Linked DNA regions of Pan troglodytes: region 1 is linked to region 2. Evidence: chromatin contacts called from public HiChIP or PLAC-seq data. All regions are on one chromosome and are shown on one strand. The core of a region is the stretch at or near the end of the contact, and the rest is flanking DNA. Distances in the headings are between cores, read along the strand shown. Region 1 holds the start of SYNGAP1 (synaptic Ras GTPase activating protein 1). Region 2 holds the start of BRD2 (bromodomain containing 2).

The links. HiChIP or PLAC-seq counts read pairs in DNA pulled down with a chosen protein or histone mark.
Region 1: a contact with region 2 is called in an H3K4me3 HiChIP or PLAC-seq map of stem cell-derived excitatory neurons, with 3 times the contacts expected there. The contact joins the promoter of SYNGAP1 here to the promoter of BRD2 in region 2. A contact is called at or near these places in 1 of 7 Hi-C or Micro-C datasets (stem cell-derived neural progenitor cells) and 1 of 1 datasets of contacts at active chromatin or transcription factors (stem cell-derived excitatory neurons).

Annotation. Positions count from the first base shown.
Region 1 is chr5:39,305,359-39,309,923 of NHGRI_mPanTro3-v2.0_pri, reverse strand. SYNGAP1 (synaptic Ras GTPase activating protein 1) reads right to left here and starts at 3,281. Exons shown (of 19, transcript XM_009451033.4): 1 at 3,018-3,281. The coding sequence starts at 3,084.
Region 2 is chr5:38,848,847-38,853,845 of NHGRI_mPanTro3-v2.0_pri, reverse strand. It overlaps BRD2 (bromodomain containing 2), which reads right to left and starts at 1,269. Exons shown (of 13, transcript XM_063812858.1): 1 at 1-1,269. LOC129144363 reads right to left here. Exons shown (of 3, transcript XM_063813264.1): 2 at 4,210-4,867; 3 at 620-1,269. The coding sequence ends at 635.

The DNA.
Region 1 (4,565 bases), core at 2,032-4,531, 450 kb before region 2:
AGACACCTGGCAACTCTAAAGGAACACAAGACAAGCATTTATACAAAGGGGAAAAGAGGAGAGGATCACATCACAGAAGGCTCTGGAGACTTGGGGGAAGAAATGCAGAGGTTCAGGGATGGGAATTATATGACAGAGAAGGTACACGTTTGGGGGCAGAGAAAGATGAAGGAGCTCTCCATCTACTTCAGGAAAATAAGGTAGAGGTGCTGCAAAATTGGCAGGAGAAAAACAGAGAAGTTGGTGTCAGATATCTGGGTAGAGGAAGGCATCCAAATAGCTGCAGAAGACAAGGACTTGGAAGGTGGCACCACCCCTCTATAAAAGAGTATGAGGAAAGCTACATGGCTGTGGGAAAGAAGGATGGGGTGTATGTGTAGGAACATTGGGATCATGAGATTCTGAGGGCTAAATATCTAGAAAAGAAGAAGTCGGGGAGCTTACCTGTTCACAGTCAGAGACATGAGAGGGCCTCCCCTCCCAACTCTTCCCTCCTCTGTGCCCTCCTCCCCTAGTTCAACCCTGCTCATCCTTTAGGGAAAGTTCTGGTTCTTCTGGTGGTAAGGAGAAGATGGCTTTTGTCAGCATCTGGCTGTGGAGGCCCCAGGGCAGAATGTGGGAAATATGCCCTTGTTTGGACAAGTAGAGACCAAATTTATCTCTTCTCCCATTCAGTGCCCAGAGATTCAACACTGCCCCCACCACCTCACCCCACCTAGTCTCAGTGGACAGGATGGAAGCCACTCCATAGGTCAGGAGCCTTCCCAAGGCACAGTGAGGAGCTTGAGGAAGAAAGATGTCAGGGGGAAAGAATGGAATATCCAGGCCTGGTGGCACAGAGGGGCCTCCAAAGACAAGAGCTGGAGATGGGAACAAAACTTTGAGAAGAGAGAACAGTAGACCAAGTGTCGCCTATGGCTGAGATGAACCCAGGGTCCTCCTTCCCCAGCTCTGTTGTTCTTGCCATGCCGCTCTCCCTGCAAACTGCCTCTCCTTTAAACCCCAATGCCACACAGGCCCTATTGAAGTAAGAGAGATGTCACATTGGCGACAGCAAAGAGCTAGAAATTAGGCTTAAGGTATCAGATTTTAGATGGAAAAAAGATCAAACTCTGTCACCTTTATGGGATAACCATGAGTATATTGCAGGAGAACTGGTCTTTGAGCTTCATTCCAACAGAATGCACTCAGTAGCAGAGTTTTGCAAATTCAGCCCTTTTCTGTCTATAAATATGTCTCTCAAATTTACCCAACCTCCAGATCACAGTGAGCGATGAACCCTCAGAATGTCCACCATTTAGAAACCACATACTTTGAAACTCTATCTCAACCCATCTCAGAGACTAACTAATGTTCTCTAGATACAGAGATCACCAATACCTAGCCTCTGAAACTACAGACATTGCAGGCAACATGCCCACCGCACTTAGACACTTGGTATACCCAGAGGAGAAATCTGTCGATATACATAGCATTTGGGGAAAGGGCTGGTTCAGGCTGCAGCCAAGGGAGGCAGGTTAGACTTCAGAGGGCATCTTTCTCCTGGCAGCAGGGAACTTAGGAACAACTCTAGAAACACACACACACACACAAAAATACTGTCTGGACTTGGTGAAGAATGATTCTGGGAGGCAGATGCAAGAGGCAGAGCAACATGGCTGAGAAACGGGAAATTTTTACTAGGATGAGAAATCCCTCAAGGGCTGAGATGGGGATCCCTTGTTCTAATCATCAAAACCTGTGTCTTTGTACCCCAAATCTCCAACACCCCAATAAGTAGAGGAGACAAGAAAAGAGAAATGATAATAAGAGTTGAGGTATTAAGGGAAAGTGGGTAGGCACAGACTTGTGGTGACAAGGAATGGTCTGGGAGACAAATAATAGGAGTAGATAGAAAAGGAGGCAGAAATGATGGTAAATGCCCAGGGGCAAGGGAATACACCTGAAGGGCTCGACTGGACATGTGTCAGAGCAAAGGAGGCAGACCTAATGCGGGGGCTATGACAAGGGGTCAAGACGGACTAGTAAAGAAGCGATAGAGATATAAGGGAGCGACCACATAGAAAAGAGATAAGAGAGAGGCAATGAACACCAGAGAGGGGACTGATATAGGGGAAGGACAGAAGGGGGACTCATATAAGGAACGGACACCATATGGGGGGAAAGATATAGGTGATGGACAGCAGAGGAGGGAGGGGGAATGGAAATAAGGATTGGAGGGGTGGGGGAAGGGGGTAAAAGTGATGAAGTGAAGACAGCATTAAGACCCCAGAGGTTACATTTTACTGGTCAAGAGCCTTTGAGAGGGTCAGAGTCTGGGGCAGGATCCTAACCTGTCCCCTACTCCCATCATTTAATCTTACTTGTACTGCCACCCCCCCAAGCACACATAATTTGGCCCTCCCCCTGCCCTGGTCTCCCCTCCCCCACCATTCCCTCTCTCTTCTCTCTTCCCTCCATCTGGACCCTCCATCCCCCCACCCCCCACTGCCTCCCTCTCTCTCCATCTGGCCCCTTCTCTCCCTCCATCCTCCTCTCTTTTTCCGCCCCTTACCATACTCTGAGTCCCCCACCAAATTCTCCCCCCACATCTTCTTGGCTTCTCTTTTCACCCCTATGTTTTCATTTCTCCTTCCTAGCCCCTCTCCCAAGACTCTGTCCCTCTATTTCCTTGATGTTTTCCTCATCACTCAGCTCCCACCCCCAAATTATTTCTGCAGCTTTTTCCCCAACCCAATCCTTCTACCTTCCCACCCCTTTCTGGCGCTTTCTTTCCCCTTCATCATTTTCCCTTCAGCCCCCTTTCAAGGCCCATTTCCTGGCCCCTCCATCCCTTATCTACCCCTATCCCTCTGGCCTCCAATCCCTCCTTCCCGGTTGCTCCCACCCCTGCCTTCCCGGTCCTCCCCTCTCCCTCCATTTCAGCCGCTCCCTTCCCTCGGCCCCGACTCTCCCCCGCCCCCTGCCCCTCCCCCTGTTGCCCCCCATATGGCCCTCCCCCTCCCCCCACCACGTACCTCTGAAGGGGGCATAGGACATCGCGGGGATGCTCCCCCGATGGATGGAGGCTCGAGACCTGCTCATCAGGCCTGGGGGGAGGGGGCGGGGGGACGGGGGAGAAAGAAGAGAGAAAGAGGGGGAGAAAGAGGGGGAGAAGGAGGAGGAGGTGGAGGAGGAGGAGGAGAGAGGAGGAGAGAGGAGCAGAGAGAAGCAGAGAGGAGGAGAGAGGAGGAGGAGGAGGAGAATAAGAGCCAACGGCAGCAGCGGCAGCCGAGAGAGAGGGGGGGCGGGGGAGCGAGCGAGAGCGAAGAGAGCAGGAGGAGGAGGAGGAGGGAGAGACTCTGCAGCCCCCACCCCTACTCCGGGAGGCCCAGATTGTGAGAGAGAGAGAGACCCCTGACTCAAAAACACACCAGAGAGAGACAGAGGTCCTAAAGATGCAGACCCCAGACCCTGAGACAGAGAGACCCTAGACCCACAGAGAAAGATACTTCACCACCCCCTACTGTGGGTTAATTTGAGACACAGGCCCAAAATCTAAAGGAAAAGAGACTCCTGATTTGAGGAAAAAACGACCCCAGATCCCCCAGAGAGAGAAGCCCATATCAAAATCTGAAAATCCAGTCTAAAAAGGGTTCTCCATACCTACAGACATCTTAGACTCCAGACCCTGAGATGATGATTTCAGGGACCAGGACCTGAGACCTAGACTCAGAAGAAAATGAGGCCCAGATTCAGAAAGAGCCAGATGTAGAATTAGAGCTTAGAGAACTCAGACCTAGAAAGAGACCCCAGACTCAGATCTCAGAGACTGATAACTTAGAGACAGAGACACTCCTGACTTAAGGGGAGATAGAGACTTCAGCTGGTCCGGAGATGGACAACTCAGAGACCCAAAATTCATGAAGAAGACTTCGAAAGACCTCAGAGTGCGACCACAGACCCTGAAACATAGAAACCCCCCAAACCAGAAGCATAAAAGGAAACTCAATCCTAAGAAAGATCTCCACACAAATACTGAAAGACCCCTCCGAAATCTATCTCAGAGACAAACTCCAAACTCAAAGACAGAGATCTCAGGGAACCTCCCCTCCCCACTTCCCTGCCCTAGAACCTCGGAGAGGTATAACCCTGACGTCAGCCTGGGAAACTCCGAGGCATCCCCACCACCAGACCAATGACCTCAGACCTTGAAGGGAGGGGAAATATTGGGTGGGGGCAGTGGCAAGAGCTTTTTTCTCTGCACCTCCTCCCACCTCTCTGCCTCTCATTGGCCCCTCTCTCCATTTTTGGGTCACAGGATGTGCTTGGGCCCCAGGGAAGTTATGTAGGGCAGGTCCTGGCTCCTCGGGGGATGGGTTAGGGAAAGGAGACCCGAGGCTGAGAGGTGGACCAATCCTGGGGAGTGGAATAGGCAGGGAAGAGGGGACAGAAGGACCATCACCACTGTCCCCATCCTGCAGCCCTCGTTCTCCTTCCCTCTGATTCAGTAGTCTGTCTCAAGCTTTGGGTTTTCAATTAAGATGGCTAGGCCCCATTTTCACCATCCTCTACCACAGGGTCTC
Region 2 (4,999 bases), core at 20-2,519:
GCGGAAAGTCCGGGTGGCCTCGGTTCCCCTCACCGCCCGGTCCAGCATAACCCGCTAAGTTGGGGGGAGGCCGTTCCTCTTGGGCCTCCAGGCGACAAACCCCCTGCCTGGCCGGCACGAAAGCAGTCTCTTTGGGGCCTCTCGGAGAGCTCCGGGCAGCTTGGCGCGCTCTGCAGACGGCGGACAGCAAGAAAATGGCGGCGGCCTCAGCTGAGGCGGGCAACTAAGGAGGGACTGACTTCAAAAGACGGTCCCCGATCTCAGACACCGTCGTCAATATAGCCCGCTGTTGGTCTGCAGGGATTCCCTCTTCTTGTCGGGACCCTACGGGGCCGACGAGGTCCCGTTTCGATCTCGGATGGAGGCGGATGAACACGAAAAGTGGTTTAGGGAGCCGCCGCCTCCATCTTTGAAATCCTCTTGAGGGCGGAGTAGAGGGGGTGGACAGACTCCGAGGACTGGGCGGGGCCCGAAAAAGGGGAGCTCCAGGGGCTTCTATGGGGTCTGTACTGCCCGCTGGGACCAGTCATAGGCCGGGACGAAGGCCATTTCCAAGTGGATGGAGGTGGATTGTAATGGCGGCCCCGGACGACTCGAAGGCTCTGTATCGGTAGGCAGAATCCTCCAGCTCGTTCTAGAGGCTGCTCCACTCCAGCACGAAATGGCGCCGCCGAGCCCCGCGCCAGCCCTTTATATATAGGCGGGGAGGAGGAGCTTCGCCGCTCATGCGCGCCACCCTGCTTGAGATTTTCCCCACCCCCTCCGCGCGCGCGCGCTCGCTCACGCGGGTGAAGAAGCTGAGTCGAAGGGGAAGGAACACCTCTCCGCGGGAGCTTTTTCTATTGGCCAGCCGCAACGATGACGTCATAAACTTCATTTCCAAGGTGTCAGTCACCAGGCAGAAGAGTGCCGCAGAGACCCACAGGGAAGTGGCAACCCGCCACATCTCCAAGCCAATTGGCTGAGCTGTGGTCCGCCGACTCCAGGGAAAGAGGGTGGTTGGAAGAGGTGCGGAAGCCATCGCCCCAGAGCCTCCAGCACTCTGTCCCCGCCTCCCCTTCCAACAAAGTCTTCCCAAGCTTCCATGCACAGCCCAACTGGAGACTGCCAAGCTCGAGCAGGTCGTGCCATTCGTAGCTCCTCCATTGGCCAGAGCAGGGAAACGGGAGGGGTCGCGTGGGCGTAGCCTGCCTGAGCCCGCCAGGGGTGTGGCCGCAAGACGCCCGGCGGGTGGTGGTTCTCGGCGGTAAGGCAGCAGCAGCGAAGAATCTGAAACGAGGAAAAAGACGCCATCTTAGAAGCCGCGGCCTGCTCCTCTATGGCGAACAGCTACGGGCTTCAGAACGGCGATGAGGGGATCTAACGTTCCCATGCCCCACAGTCTAAAACACAGTCTTGCCAGAGTCTTATAATACTCCACTCCCTCCCTCAAGCCAAACGATGGAAAGACGAGCAAAACATTATTTACTACTGTTTAGTCCCAAAGACCACAAAAGCTAAAATACGTCTCCCAAATTTGCACGTCCAAGCACCTTTCTAATCCCTCCCCACTCACACCTACAGTTACCAATACATTTCTGCTCGTTCGAAAAAACCTCAGCAACCCTAAAGTGGGATTAAAATCCCCAAACGCATCCATCTACCCTATACAATGCAACACACCTCACCTCTTCCTCAAAACTCCATTCCGGCGTCCGGCTCAGAGCAGAAAAAGCAAGTCCTGGGAGGGATGACTTAAGGGAAAAACCCTCCCCCTCCAGGCGAGCTCGGACCTTTCCCCCCACACGCCACATTACCCCCAAGGGCAGACCCGTATCCGCCTCTTAGGGGCCCTCCGCCACGGGGGCGAAAGAACCCCCCCGCCCCCCCACCAGGGTCCGGAGTCCTCCCCACGGAGCGGCTGGTCCATCGGTCAGCGCCAGGGAGGAGGGCGAGCGGAGGAGGCGGCGGCTGCGGCTCAGACTAGCCCTCCCCCTCCTCCCCTCCTCCCCTCCCCCCGGCCGTCCGCCTCCGAGGAGGGGCAGGAGCCATTTTGGGAGCTCAGTTTCGCCCCCTCCCCCCAACTTACTCTTAAGTCTTCCTCCTAACTTGGTTATCTAAATAAGGGTGCAGACTCTGTGAATCAACCAGAGCCCAGAGATCAGGATCTCCAGAGCATCTCTGGGGCCGTCCCCGCCCCCTTACAAGAGAGTGAAAGGATTTCCCCCACCCGAGAAAACCTGGGCTTTGGTGGGGCGTCCCCTCCCCCGTTTCCCCTTTCTTCGCTACCAGGGAGAAAACAAACTTGTGTACGTATCTGGGAAAAATAATCAACGTAGGTAAACAAATAAATATACGGTAAGATTCCCCCTCGCCCGGGAAGGGCTCGTAAGGGCCTAGGTCCTTGAGCTGCAACCACGCCACCCTCCCTCCTCTGCAGTAGCCTCGGTTACTGCGTCTAAAATGGCCGCCAATCTCCTGTCTTCTGACCCCCGGAGTAGGGCAAACCCCGGGAGGGCGGGGGAAAATGAGCGTCAGGAGAGCAGAGTCCCCTTCCCCCAGCCAGGGATCAGGCCCTGGCCCCCAAAAGTACAAGCGGCCCCGTTTGGGTGGCTGCAGCAGGGAGGGCAATGACACAGCAACTTTGCAGAGGCCTTTTCCCCTCCCCCTAGTGGCCCAACCTCCCAAATCTGCTTTTCTCCACCGGGGCTCTGCAGGCCAGGACAGAGGCCCATCAGGGGGCCGGCCATGGAATAAAAACTTAGGAGGCTGAGAAAATACTAGGCCTTAGGAAAAGGGCAGCCAGACATTGCTCTCGTTTATTCCCTGCATTCCGGAAAATCACTGCCTCCCGATCCTCTATCCTCCCTTCCCCCACATGAGTCACCAGGGAGGCTACTGCAATTTGGGAAAGTAACTCTTTCCTCCTTTCCGTTCCCTCCCCCGCAGTACACAAGGACAGAACTGTTCAGGACTGGGGGAGGGGATGAGGGAGGCGATGGAAGAGGCCACCCTGGAGACACCCGAAACCTTGGGAGCTGTGAAATCATTCCAGGTCCCGAGCCTCCCTCGCATCTCAGACCATGCTGTCTAGACCCCCTACTGCCAGCACCCACCTTGGGCCTGGTTTCTGTTCCTAAGCAGTTCAAGCTTTCAGCTTGTAAGCACCCCAGCCTGGAGTAGACACGTGCTCAGTAAAGACCCTACAGGGGCAAAAGGCCCCACAGGCCGTGTCCACGTGAATGCACACAAATTCGGTAAGCGACTCGAAGCGTAACCTCCAGCCTGCGGTGTGACGACTGGAGCTCCCCTACCGCGGACACAAAGGGCGCACAGCAATGCTCCCTCCAGAGGCTCTGGGGAGGAAAGAAGTTGGCGCCTGGGAACAACCTCAGTTCACAACATGGGTGGCCAACTCCTAAAGCATTCACATCCACGGGTAGGGGCCACAGCCACCACCACTCAGCCCACCGCCAGGTCACCCCTCCCTCGGCCGCCGATGGATCCCTTCTCACCTGGCTCCCGGCTGCTGTACCCCCAGGGGACGAATGGAATAGGGGGGGCCACACCGCCCCCTAACCCCTTTGCCCTCCAATTGGTATGGAGGCATGAGGCCGGCCATTCCCCTCCCCCCCCCATGGCCCTCTCCCGCTCGCCCCCCCTCCACGCTCCCATTGGCTGTAAAAGGTTTGAAGGACAAATCTTCCCACTCTCAGGATTCTTTTCTGAACCCCAAGAATCCCCCTCCCGGACTCCCCACCATTGGTTAAGCACTTGACTGACATCTCCGCCCCACAAGGGCCCCTTCTCACCTGGATCCTAAAGCCTTCCAGGGGGCCTCCAAAGTTGCCCTCGGCTTGGTACGGGGTATGTAATCCGGGGTGTCAACCCCCCCCAGAAAACGAAGCCGTGCTGGGGGAGGGGGCGTAGCCCCCAGCCCCTCCCTTCCCGAACGGGCTGGGGGGATGGGGAGAGCATCGGGGCCGCGCGCACACGTCAGCAGCACCCAGATTGGCTGACCGGGGTCACGTGCCCGCTCCCCCCCCACCCCCCGCCTTTCCCCCAGCCACGAGGACCAGCTTTCCGAACGTTCCTGGGGGTCGCGCAAGGGGCCAAGGGGGCCGCATGGCCCAGGCCTATGTCCCGAAACCCAGAGCGCTATAATGCTGCTACTTGTCCATATCCCCAGCTTCCTATCCCGCAGTCCTCGACTCTGTCCCCCCCACTCGCCTCTCCATACGGGTTCAGCATGGCTGCCGCAGACCAGGAACACGCACAGCGCAGGCGCAAGGGTGCGCCCTGACTGGGGGAGGGGGAAGGAGGGCCAGAGGCTGCGGGGAGAACCGTAGTGCGCAGGCGTCCGGACCGGAACCGCATCTCCGGCGGCGGGGATTGGAGCGCGCGCATTTCGTGGGGCGGCAGCCCGCGCCCGGGTGCTGACCTCCTGCCTCAGCGCCCCCTCCCCCACTACCCGCGGCCTAGCGGGGTAGCCTCGGGCGGCCAGGCTTGTTTCCTCCTCGGTGGGTGTAAGGTGCGGCTTGGCTGGTCCTGTCCTGAATCCAGCGGAAGCGCACGCTGCTGAGCTGTCAGCGGAGGAAAATGGGGCCTGGACCTGGAGATATGAGGGTCTGGAGAGAGGGGCCCCTTCCCTGGTGTCGTGTGGTGCGACCACTGGAGAGGGAGTTTCTCGCCCTCGTCGCGCCTGCCGCGCGGAGAGATAAGGTGCGGACCGCAGATGTGGACTTCGTATTTGGCTAAAATTAGTCTTAGGCAGCCTTAAAATCTCTCCGTGCCGTGAACCTACGCTAGACTTTTCTTTAGTGAGACCTGTGAGTCCCTGGACCGCTCTACCTTCTACGATATTTACCAGCTGATAACTTTTCCTTCTCTATTTATCTCGTAGTGGACCGTTTAAACCTCTTATACTCTTAAAGTTATGATCTCTCCTCTCCCAAGCTTGAGTAAATTCCCCCCAAAATTTTGGAACTGGTAACATAAAATGTTATGGTGATTCAGTTGC